Regions from separate parts of the Ovis aries genome. Here region 1 is linked to region 2. Evidence: chromatin contacts called from public Hi-C data. All regions are on one chromosome and are shown on one strand. The core of a region is the stretch at or near the end of the contact, and the rest is flanking DNA. Distances in the headings are between cores, read along the strand shown. Region 1 holds the start of ATP6V1C2 (ATPase H+ transporting V1 subunit C2). Region 2 holds the start of ODC1 (ornithine decarboxylase 1).

Evidence for each region. Hi-C and Micro-C count contacts between places; a contact is called where the count stands out from the background.
Region 1: a contact with region 2 is called in a Hi-C map of liver, with 3 times the contacts expected there. The contact joins the promoter of ATP6V1C2 here to the promoter of ODC1 in region 2. A contact is called at or near these places in 7 of 16 Hi-C or Micro-C datasets (blood, hypothalamus, liver and 3 more).

Annotation. Positions count from the first base shown.
Region 1 is chr3:19,823,800-19,830,224 of ARS-UI_Ramb_v3.0, forward strand. It overlaps ATP6V1C2 (ATPase H+ transporting V1 subunit C2), which reads left to right and starts at 3,659. Exons shown (of 13, transcript XM_027966523.3): 1 at 3,659-3,796. It overlaps NOL10 (nucleolar protein 10), which reads right to left and starts at 3,598. Exons shown (of 21, transcript XM_004005682.6): 1 at 3,395-3,598. The coding sequence starts at 3,460.
Region 2 is chr3:19,601,152-19,606,986 of ARS-UI_Ramb_v3.0, forward strand. ODC1 (ornithine decarboxylase 1) reads right to left here and starts at 2,375. Exons shown (of 12, transcript XM_015094220.4): 1 at 2,159-2,375. It overlaps LOC114114242 (small nucleolar RNA SNORA42/SNORA80 family), which reads right to left and starts at 888; the gene lies at 756-888.

The DNA.
Region 1 (6,425 bases), core at 2,409-4,908, 220 kb after region 2:
CATTATAATCTTTAGGGCCCTTTGGTCACGCAGACCCACCCCTAAAGACACTCACTGTGATGTGTGATACCTGAGGAAGGGTGGACACTGGAACACATGTCACTCTTTGAAGGGCCTGAGTCCGAGTCAGAGTTCTCCTCCTGCCTTTGTCTTCAGAGCACTGATTTGTGGGTTTATACTAGTCTTTGTGATTACATTGTTCTGATTTCATTTGAGGCAATAATGTTTCAACTAGAGGTGATGTTAAACTGTATTTCTGGGCAATCGACATGTCCTTTTACATCAAACTAACACAAGCAAAGGGCTTCCCTGGTGGCTCAGTGGTAAAGAATCCACCTGCCAATGCAGGAGACTTGTGTTCGATCCCTGGGTCAGGAAGATCCCCTGGAGAAGCAAATGGCAACCCATTCCAATATTCTTGCCTGGGAAACCCCATGGACAGAGAAGACTGGTGGGCTGCAGTCCACAGGGTTGCAGAGAGTTGGAAACAACTGAGTAACTAAACAACAACAAAAGACAAGCAAAACAGAGGTATATTACCAGGGCCTCTCCTTTAATATGGTATTCAATTTATCTTCTCAGAAGTTATGCTCAAGAAGAGGCCAGTTCACTCAACAGCTGGTCTCATACATCATGAAAAGTGAAGGTGAAGGTCTCTCAGTTGTGTGTGACTCTGTGACCCCATGGACTATACAGTCCATAATACTGGAGTGGGTAGCCTTTCCCTTCTCCAGGGTATCTTCCTGACCCAGAGATTGAACCCAGGTCTCCCACATTGCAGATTCTTTACCAGCTGAGTCACCACGGAAGCCCAAGAATACTGAAGTGGGTAGCCTATCCCTTCTCTAGTGGATCTTCCCATCCCAGGAATCGAACAGGGGTCTCCTGCATTGCAGGTGGATTCTTTACCAACTGAGCTACGAGGGAAGCCCAATGCTATGATTCCCATCCTATGAGGGATGCTCATACATCATGACCATGGGGCAAAGAGAAGGGGATGGAGACTGCCTTCTAAATGGGAGCCTGGGGCCTTAAAGGGCCAGAAATTCTGTACCACAGTGATGGCAGGAAGCAAAGACAATTCATGCTGGAGTTTCTGTACAAACTGACAGCACTCCAGGACAGCACACTAGACAGAGTCTGTCCGGTACAAGAATGAATCAGGCTAAGTTTTAAAAATTCACCAAAGACCTGAGAGTTGTCACTGATTCCGGGCATCCTCTTTGTGTTCTATAAAATCACCGCTAATAGAGAATGGCACTTTACCAATGCCTAATAATTTAACCTGAAACCCAGCAAAAGAGCTCCGGAGATGCTGATGACTTAAATCTCGCACTGGACAGGCACCCTGCCGTCACAGGGGGGGAGAAAAAAAAAACCCTAGTGGATCTTACATTTGAAGTAGGTAGAGCAAAATGTGCTCAATTCTCCATTTCAACTATCAGCAACACGGTGCCCCCAGTCATTCAGACCCAAAGCCTAACAGTCCTCTCTGGATTCTTTCCTTCCCTTCACCTCAACTCCCTACCGCTATTCAACCCACTAGCAAGCGCCACTAGCCTATCTAGCGCCACTAGCCTATCTCCAAAACACCTCCTTTACCCCACCAAGTCTTAGTATCTCCTTTGCCACCATCCTAGCCCAAGCATCAGTCTCTCAGCTGGACCATCTAACTCATCCCCACTCACTCTCCCCAGCTGCAGTAATCTGACACGGAGTAGCCAGTTTGAAACCCAACAATAGCTTCCATAAGCATTAAGAATAAAACCCTAACTTTCTACCTGAGCCTACAAGGCCCATCTCTTCAGTCTCATCTGGCCCCCTTCTCCCATCCCACTGAGCATTCCACAGCCACCACCGTGGTGCTTCTGTGTCTCCAATGTGCCAAGTGCATTCCACTGCAGGTCACTGACACCTGTTCTCTCAGCACAAAAAAACTCTTCCCCTTATCGCCACAAGACTCCATCCTTTTCATCATCCAAGTTTCTGCTCAAAGGTTGCCTCTTGCAGAGAAGACTGCCCTCAAGGCTTTAGTCCAAACCACTTTCTCAGAACACTTCATCCACAAGAGCTCTCTTATAGACACTCAGCAGCCAAAGCACTTATCGGTATCTGAAGTTGTTCTATTTGCTTACTTATTACCTTTTTCTCCAACAGGAAACCATATCTGACCGGTTCATCACGTATTCCAACACTTAGCTCAGGACTGCCTGCACGTACTCACGTCCCAGGAAATGCACGGAGGAGAACAAACTGAGAGGGATCGTGCTGTGTGACAGCCGGAGAAGGAGTTATTTAACCTGAATTCTAAGAAGAAACTGATCCTTGGCTCCAAACCTTTTAGGGTCGGACACAAGAAAAAAGCTACACTGATTCTGATTTCCAACGGCAGAACTCAGACCAATGGTAGCATGTAGGAAGGGCCATGTTTTAAAAACAACTGTCTAACAAGTAGTCTCAAGTGGAAAAGAGCTTCTGCCAAATTTTCTTCTCACTGGTAGTGCTTCCACGGTGGCTTGACCATCACTCTTAAGAAATAACATTGAAGCGTCAGAGCCTAGGTGTGTGACCCCTGGACAAGTCACCTTTTCCCTCCCTGGAAATTTGCATATTTCTAACATGAAAAGATTGGAAGAGAATCGCTGACTTTCCAAGCCCCTTTCAGTTTTGGCGTCTAAAGACTCAATGATATGAAGTTAACTTCAACAAGGTTCAAAAATGTGTCCATGTCATAAATTCTGCAGCTGCAAAGCCTGCATTTCCCTTCACTGCTGTATTTCTAGAACTTGGCATATAACAGAAATTCAAGAACAGCTGAAAAAAGTCGAAGTGTTAGTCGCTCAGTCCTATCCGGCTTTTTTGCGACCCCAGGGACTGTAGCCCACCAGTTCCTCAGTCCGTGGGATTCTCCAGACAACAACAATGGAGTGGGTTGCCCTTCCCTTCTCTAAGGGATGTTCCGGATCCAGGGATCAAACCTGGATTTCCCGCATTGTAGGCATATCCTTTACCGTCTGAGCCACCAGGGAAGCTGATGAGGGGCATTTAAACGGGGGAGAAATATCTGTCAACCAAACTGTCCACGTTTTCCTCCTTGGTTGTAGCAGCGGCTCTGAACATCCATACAAGTCCAAAGGGACACTTCCTCTGTCTAGAGAACTTTCCCCCAAGATAGTTCAAGAAAAACTCATCCATCCTGATTACCCCGAGGCCCAATTTCTGGCATGGTAACAGCACGGTCGTCGTCTCCCAGCACCGATCAGCTTCCCCAGGTACCATGCCTCGCCTCTGAGCCTCCCCGAGACCCGGGCCGGCCCGAGGCCAGCAGAAACTGCCAGGGACGGAGCGGAGGAGACAGGGGCCTCCGCGAGGAGGAGGACCCGACCTGACTCACCTCGGGAAGGGACTTGCCGCAACTGAGACTGTAAATCTTCACCTCGTTGAGGCTGGAGACCTGCATGGCGGCGCCGAGGAGGCAACAAGCCCCGTTCCTGTCCGGGACCCTCTCTCCGCGGAGCAAGGGAGCATCAGAAACTTAAGAAAGCCTGTCGGAGCGCATGAGCAGCGTGAGGCGCGAGCGCCGGCGCTGGGTGATTACGCACTTCCGGGTGCCGGGGAGAAAAAAATGGCCGACTCCGGAAGTGACGGAATTAGGGGAGAGGATCTGGTGAGGCTTTCGGAGAGATGGCAGCCCCCTGGGAGACATGTGAAGATGGGGAGGGCCGAAACCGCTCTCCCTCCTCATGGCAGAGACGCAGGAAGCTCTTAGGGTCGCTTCCCGGGCCGAAGCGTTGAGGTACCCCGGAGGGCGTGGCTGGCCGGGCTGAGGAAGCCTTCGGGAATGGGGCGGGGGGCTCCCAGTCAATGAAGCCAAGTAGAGAAGGAGACCTGTGAGCAAATGCGGGGTGGCAGTAAAATTCTGTTCTCACCAGTGTTTCTGCAACCTTCCCATAGAAATAAATGCTTTTGGAGATGTATTTTAAAAAGAAAAACTGGGGGCGACTGCCCCGACGATCCTGGGCTTCCTCTGCAGGTGGTACGGGTTCAATCCCTGCTCTGGGAACTAAGGTCCCGCGTGTTGCATGGAGTGGCCAAAGATGAAAATTAAATGATTAAATGAAGATTTTTTTCCCATCTGGATTTTTTTCGGAAGTATTTATCAATTGGTTGCAATCGGTCTTCTTTGCTGCGTGTGATTTCTCTACTTGCGGAGGTTGGGTCGGGGTGGCGCTCTTTCGTGATGCTTGGGCTTCACTGCGCTGCTTGATGTCACTGCGGTGTCTTCTCTTGTGAAGTCTGGGCTTGCAGGCTCAGTGGATGCGGCCAACGGGTGGGCTTAGCTGCTCGGCAGCATGTGGGATCTTCCCAGACCCGGATGGAATTCTGCATTGGCAGACGGATTCCTATCCACCGCAGGGACCAGGAAAGTCCCATCATTTGGATTTGGCATTCATCCAGAAGAGCAAAACTCACCACCCCGACATGTCTCTTTGGGATGTGCATTAGTTCCATCTGAAAACAATCACAGTCCAAAAAACATGGGAAGAGACTTGACCTTCCCATTCTCTGTCTAGCAGAATGTAGCCAGAGGACCTGTTCTAGGAAGGGAGCTGTCACCAGAGATAACTATAGCATGAACTAGGTGTGGTGGACAGGGAGGAACCTAGCAAAGTCTGTTAAAATTCTTCCACCTGTCCCATTGTCTCTGAGGTACCCAGCAAGCATTTATTTGTTTACCAAACATTTGCTTTTTAATCTCCATGTCAGTTGCCTTCCTTGCCTTTGAAGTCTCAAAGCAGAGCCCAAAACAATTTTTTGTCTTTAGCAAAAGAGGCGAGTGAAAAAGTTGGCTTAAAGCTCAACATTCAGAAAAGATCATAGCATCCGGTCCCATCACTCCATAAAAAATAGATGGAGAAACAGTGGAAACAGTGTCAGACTTTGTTTTTTGGGGCTCCAAAATCACTGCAGATGGTGATTGCAGCCATGAAATTAAAAGACGCTTACTCCATGGAAGAAAAGTTATGACCAACCTAGACAGCATATTCAAAAGCAGAGACATTACTTTGCCGACTAAGGTCTGTCTAGTCAAGGCTATGGTTTTTCCAGTAGTCATGTATGGATGTGAGAGTTGGACTGTGAAGAAGGCTCAGCACCGAAGAATTGATGCGTTTGAACTGTGGTGTTGGAGAAGACTCTTGAGAGTCCCTTGGACTGCAAGGAGATCCAACCAGTCCATTCTGAAGGAGATCAGCCCTGGGATTTCTTTGGAAGGAATGATGCTGAAGCTGAAACTCCAGTACTTTGGCCACCTCATGCGAAGAGTTGACTCATTAGAAAAGACTTTGATGCTGGGAGGGATTAGGGGCGGGAGAAAAAGGGGACGACCGAGGATGAGATGGCTAGATGGCATCATTGACTTGATGGACACGAGTCTGAGTGAACTCCGGGAGTTGGTGATGGACAAGGAGGCCTGGCATGTTGTGATTCATGGGGTTGCAAAGAGTTGGACACGACTGAGTGACTGAACTGAACTGAAAGATGGTATTTGGACTTCCCAGGTGGCTCAATGGTAAAGAATCCACCTGCCAATGCAGGAGACTTAGGTTCAGTCCCTAGGTCAGGAAGATAACTCTGGAGTAGGAAATGGCAACCCACTCCAGTGTTCTTTTTGCCTTCTTATACTATTCTTGCAGGAGGAGAAGGAGGTAACGGGGAATGGAGTGGTTGGATGGCATCACTGACTCGGTGGACATGAGTTTGAGCAAACTCTGGGAGATAGTGAAGGACAGGGAAATCTGGTGTGTTGCAGTCCGTGGGGTCACAGAGAGTCAGACACGACTTAGTGACTGAACAACAACAAGCAGTATTCTTGCCTGGAAAATTCCATGGACAGAGGAGCCTGGTGTGTTACAGTCCATGGAGTCCCAAAGAATTGGACAGGACTTAGCAGCTAAGCAGCAGCAGCAATGATGGCATTTAAGGTGAGGGTTTTGACCGTTTTGGTGCGTTGAATAACTGAGTAGTTTCCCCGAGTTTCTCCCATGTATTTATGTTTAGTTCAGTTCACTTCAGTTGCTCAGTCGTGTCTGACTCCTTGCGACCACATGAATCGCAGCACGCGAGGCCTCCCTGTCCATCACTAACTCCCGGAGTTCGCTCAAACCCATATCCATCGAGTCGGTGATGCCATCCAGCCATCTCATCCTCTGTCGTCCCCTTCCCCTCCTGTCCCCAACCCCTCCCAGCATCAGAGTCTTTTCCAATGAGTCAACTCTTCGCATGAGGTGGCCAAAGTACTGGAGTTTCAGCTTCAGCATCATTCCTTCCAAAGAAATCCCAGGGCTGATCTCCTTCAGAATGGACTGGTGGGACCTCCTTGCAGTCCAAGGGATTCTCAACAGTCTTCTCCAACACCAAAAGCA
Region 2 (5,835 bases), core at 1,125-3,624:
ATGGAACCCAGGTCTTCCGCATTGCAGGCAGATTCTTCACCAGCTGAGCTACCAAGGAAGCCCATATATAGTTCTGTCCACCTCAAAAAAGGCACTCCAAACATTCCTGCTAAAATGCAGAATACAGGTTTCAGAAACTTTCCTGCACTCAGTCCACTGAGAGGGAAAAAGCTTCATGACAGCTTACTTTATTTCAGACCTGTTTCTCTTTAGAAGATTAAAACAGCATGATAGCAATTTTGCAAAGCTGCCATATAAACACCTTGCTATTTCCTACATTTGCTAAGTCTTATACAGAAGAACTTTTAGTGACCGACAGGCACTGTTATCAATTTACTGAGTGCTCTAAATTTTCCTGAGAAATGAGCTAATTTTCATGCTAGGCATGTGTTTTTTTTTAAAACATGCAATAAAAAAAAATCAATAGAATGTATTACAGCTGCTGTATCTAAATGGCAATCGATATTCTAAAACCAGCGCTGCCTACTAAACTACTTGGGATTCTGGGAATCCCAACTATCCTCACAGGCACTCTAACTTACATGATTGGCTATGAATGATAATCACCTGGGAGTTATTATCAACTATGAATTACAAAAATTAGCAAACAATGATTTCTGAATAAACAAAAATAAAGCTCATTTAACCATCAGAGCCACTGTCCTTGGCATTCTCGAAATGTGACATTGGTCAATGAGTTACCTTAAAGTTATTATTTTAACCTATTTAATCTCTGATAGGGAGGTCATCTTTTCCACTGTGCAACCCACTTCAGTGCCTGCAGCCTACTGGCAGAGGCCAGGCAATGGTTCGGGGCCGGGTTTGCTCTGGCATGGGACACTATGAGAGGCCCAGGGGGACGAGCCTGCCATAAATCCAAACCCATGCATGGGAGAACTTGCAAGACTTGATCTAATGTGACTTGCTGGCTTTGTCAACCTCCTAGCTTCCTAATTTGCCCTTAGGGGAAGGGAACAGACCGCCAGCACACACATTCTGTCTACAAAAGTTAACATTTAAATAGGGTCACCAGTGATAGACTGGGCCGTTTAGGGTTTTTAAAAAAAAAAAAAAAAAAAAAAAAAAAGACAACATTCAGGCTTAAATTTACAAGTGTGTATTTCTCTGAAACACATCACTATTAAGTATTTTGCTTCCTTGTATCTTTCAAAGCTTTTCTTCAGTAACTTTTGATACAGAGAAAGTTCACCCTAGAACACCTTTGGGTGTTTTTTTCTATATGGCTACGTTACTTAAACTGACATGGATTAGCAAAACATGGTCCTTCTCTGGTATGAAATTATTTTTTGCCAATTGGGAAACGTTAGACAGGTACCAACTCAAACCGCAACTGAAAATTTTACAAATCGATTAAATTTTAGGTTTGAATGAAATTAGCACATTTTGTCCTCCCTACTAGACACTCCTAAAAGGTTCTGCTCCCCACATCTTCCCTCGTTATTTCGGATTCTCAAACAGTCGGCCGTTTGGGGAAAATCTTGTGACTGGCTCCTACGTCTTAGTCGTTCGTCTGATCTTAATAATCTAAGGACTTTTCCTAAATCACCAAGTCAAAGATTCCATCAACATTTCTAAGTCCGGCCGAGCAGTATCAGTTACACACGGGTTATCTCAGCTCTAGCGATCTGAGTGGCTTTCTATATTGGGCCATTCGCTCTGTACACACAGCAGGGGGGGGGGGGACTGAAAAAAAAAAAAAAGGAAATTCCAGGGCAACACGGCGGAACGGCACGTGCACGGGAGGCCGGCACCCCGAGACTTGTGCCGGGCTCGCCTCCTGCCTCCTCCTGCACCTGCTGCCGGACCACCACATGGGTTTAAAAAAAATAGCGGCTGAAGGATCGATCTCCTCAAAGAGCTTCCGGCTCAGAAAACCCTCACTGACGTGGTTCAGAAAAGGTGAACCCTGGGCCGCCCCAGCGCCAGGCTGCCCTTGAGCCGGGAGGGGTCGGGTTCCGGCTCCACCCGGGACCCCCAAGGCCGACGGGCCGGGCTCTGCGACCACGTGTCCTCGCAGCTCCAGGGGCCCGCTATGCTCCGGCCTCCGGGACACGTGGCCGGCACCCCCCGCCCCTCACCCGCGCCAGCCCGCCCGCCCGCCGGCCTCCCTACCGCCCGGACGCGACCCCTCTTTTACCTCAGAGCGCAGGGGCGCGGCGGGCCAACCCCATGGAGACAACGCGCCGCCGCCGAGCGCTAAAGGACCCGCCGGCCGCCCCGCCGCCCCCGTCAGCCGCTCGCCCGGCCGCCCGCCGCCTCGCTCCCTCCCGCGGAGGACTGCCGGCCCGAGGTGGCGCCGGAGCGCTGGCAGAGGGGCGGCGGCGGCGGAGGCTGAGGGGGAACTGACAAAGCCCGGCGCGCCGCCGCGCCGCTACTTATAGCGCCGCGCGTGTCGTCATGGAGACACACCAGCTCAAACCAGCCGCGATCGGTTCCGTCCGGGCGTCCTCCCAGGGAGGGGGCGGGGCCAACTCGGGACGGGGAGAGGGAGGGGTGGGGGTCGCCGGCGGATCAACGTCAGCACCTCCCAGCCCCGCCCAACCCCGCCCCTCCCGGGCCCGCCGCCGGCCCACGCATGCGCACCAGCCGCGGGCTCCCCGGGGCTCCGCGCGCCTGGCTGGCCGCCTAAGGCGGGTAGCCGCTCGCACGCCAGCCGAAGGATTGCAAAACCTGCCTCTGAACGCCCGCCGGATGGCAGCCTGTGCGCCAAGCCAGCGCTCTCCTTCCACCTGGCATCAAATGCCGCGTGCCCTCGGGCAGAGAACGGAAATCGCTGGGCGCGAGCGGGCCACGTGGACCCCACCTGGCGGACCCCGGGCCCTTCTTTCTTTCTGCGGGGCGTCTGTATATGCCGGTGGGAGGACCTGGAGGTGATCCTGGAGCAGCTCCACCCCACGAAGAAGTGGGGCAGGAGGCAGAAGGGGCAGTGGTCAGCGGGCAAATTAAGAGGCACAGCTTTGGGCAGCTCTCGAGCCGCTGAGCGTATTGAACCGCGTCTGACATGTCCGGGTGTCTTCCTAGAAGGTAGCAGGCAGCCGAGGACATGCGAAGAGGCACGTTGCGCTTAAACCAGACTCGTCTAAGGGCGTTAGGGCAAGGGGTGGGAGGTAACAGGTCTGCAAGCCACCGGGCGATCCACTGTCCTTTGTATTGTTGTTCAGTCGCTCAATCGTTTCCGACTCTGCGACCCCAGGGATTGCAGCACGCCAGGCGTCCCTGTCCTTAACCATCTCCTCCTGGAGCTTGGTCAGACTCCTGCTGGTTGAGTCAGTGATGCCATCCAGCCATCTCATCCTCTGGCGTCCCCTTCTCCTGCCTTCAATCTTTCCCAGCATCGGGGTCTTTTTCTAATCAGTGGGCTCATCAAATCAGGTGGCCAAAGTATTGGAGCTTTATCCTCAGTCCTTCCAGTGAATATTCAGGATTTATTTCCTTTAGGATGGACTGGTTTGGTCTCCTTACAGTCCAAGGGACTCTCAAGAGTCTTCTCCAACACCACAGTTCGAAAGCATCAATTCTTCCGTGCTCAGCTTTCTTTATGGTCCAACTCCAACATCCATATATGACTACTGGGGAAACCATAGCTTTGACTATTCAGACCTTTGTTGGCAAAGTCATGTCTCCACTTTTTAATATGCTATCTAGGTTTGTCATAGCTTTTCTTCCAAGGAGCAAGCATCTTTTAATTTCATGGCTGCAGTCACCATCTGCAGTGATTTGGAGCCTAAGATAATAAAGTCTGTCAGGGTATTGGGTGGTGCTTATCAATGACTTCTCTGAGGGCAGCTGTGATTGGCTCGCTTTGGGAGAGTTACGTGAGTCCCAACACAACAACAGTGTCTACAGGAGGAATACATACGGCAAAAACTGGGAAACTGGGAGTCCCCAGGAGTGCAGCCAAGACCCTGGTGGGAGAACTGGCCTCTCCCAGATGCTGCCCACCCTCACCACCACTGCCGACCTTAGGGAGGCACGTGGGGCACTTTTTTCCCCTTGCATTTAAAATGTTCCTTCCCTTGTAGACAAAGTCCAACAGACACCATTATGTCCCAATGTAGGGTGTGACTGACCTGAGGGCTGCCGGTGGGAGTAAAAAGGTGTGAAACTAGCGCTAGCCACACAGTGAAGGGGACGAGCCTGGCAGAGCTCAGTGCTATAGTCTACCTTGGTCTCAATTTGCTGTGTGATCTTGGGTAAGTTACCTCCCTTCTCTGGGCCTCAGGAGAAAACGGGACTAGATGACCCAAGGATCTTCACTGCTACAAAAACCTCCTTTGTGAAGAGTACTAGTTTGATGAATGCAGAAGTGAATGAGTAACCTAGCTTTCCCTGGGCCATGCATGGCTTCCACAGAATCAAGAAGACAGACGACAGAAGAGGGTAAAGAGCAGCAAGTCCTCATATGTGAGGGGACATGACAGCTGCCTTTACTCTTGGTCACCCTGATCAATTTATTCTTTACACAGTCCTTGAGCAACCACTGAGTACCAGGTACCACTAGGGAGGCGGGGGGTGGGGGGGTGGATGGCAAGAGGAGTGCGGGGGGGTGCAGAGGTGGGGGTGTGTTACTCCACCCTAGCAAGTTTAATTCCTAGGAGGGATTGAGATTAACAATGCAATAAACAGTCCCATCTGAGAACATTACAGCCCCAGGCACTAAGTGGGACAGCTTCGATTTCGTGGTGAACACTCTGGGATTTGTCCCCGCTCTGTGAAGAAACATTTTGTTCCAGTGACACGCAGATTTTTTTCCCTCAAACTCCGGAAGTCTCCTGTGTCCAGTGCCAAGGCCAAGAGGGAGCATTGTCTGCTGCCCTGCTCTCCCAGGCCCATCAATCAACCAGTCCTTGTGGCGATCATTGTCCCCTGCTATTGGGCTTCCTTCCAGTGGGGGTAACCGGATGTCTCCGAGTGTGGGATCCTAGTGGGAGCCTCATGTGGAGGGAAGGCCAGCCAGCCCCCCTGCTCCCCCCCACTCCCCACCCCCGTCCTGCCAGCAGCTTGCTGTTCTGTGACCTTGGCCATCTCCTTGACCCTGTATGAGCCTCTCTGTCTCCAGCCATCAAGGGTCTGGCCCTGGTCTAGGGTCTCTTTCAGCTCAGTCCTGTGATTGTATTTTAGAATTAGAAGTATTCACTAGAACAAAAAGGCGAATTCTCAGTTCAGGAAGCCAGGTGGTCTGTCTCTCTGCCACTCACACGTGCCACTCCTGCACAGGTCACCCCCACCCACGGCCTCTCTTGCCAGCCCACCTCTAACATACAAACTGCATGTATGTTGCACTCTCCTCTGGGGAGGCCTGGCCATGCCCAGATGACCCATCTTGACCCAGATGGGGAAACAGAAGCAAGGGAAGGAGGAGGTGCTGGTTCCCTGAGGGCTGGCCCTGGGGCTGCAGGCAGACTCTTGACTTTGGCCTTAGGCCTGGGAGTCAGCAGGCCTGAGTCATTAAACCCAGTTACTAATCTGGATCTGAGAAGATAAACCTACAGTGACTAAACCTGGTCTTGTTCAAATGCATGGCATTCTTGTATTTCTGCATAAATTCCATAGACTTTATCTTCTCCCTTACAATTTTTTTTTTCCTTAAAGAAAAGCAGCATATCCTTGCAAACTATGAAGTTACCCTTACATGGAGATAAGGTTTTTGTGTTTGGTGCAGAGGCAGTAACTTAGAGAAGGAAGCAAAAACATCCGAATGCATGTGGGACATGCCAATAAGATCGGTGCCCTTGGTCATCCCACCTCAGTTCTGGGAGCAACTCCAATTATTTTAGCTGCCTTCAGCACCTAGCTCATCACGAAACCCTGAGC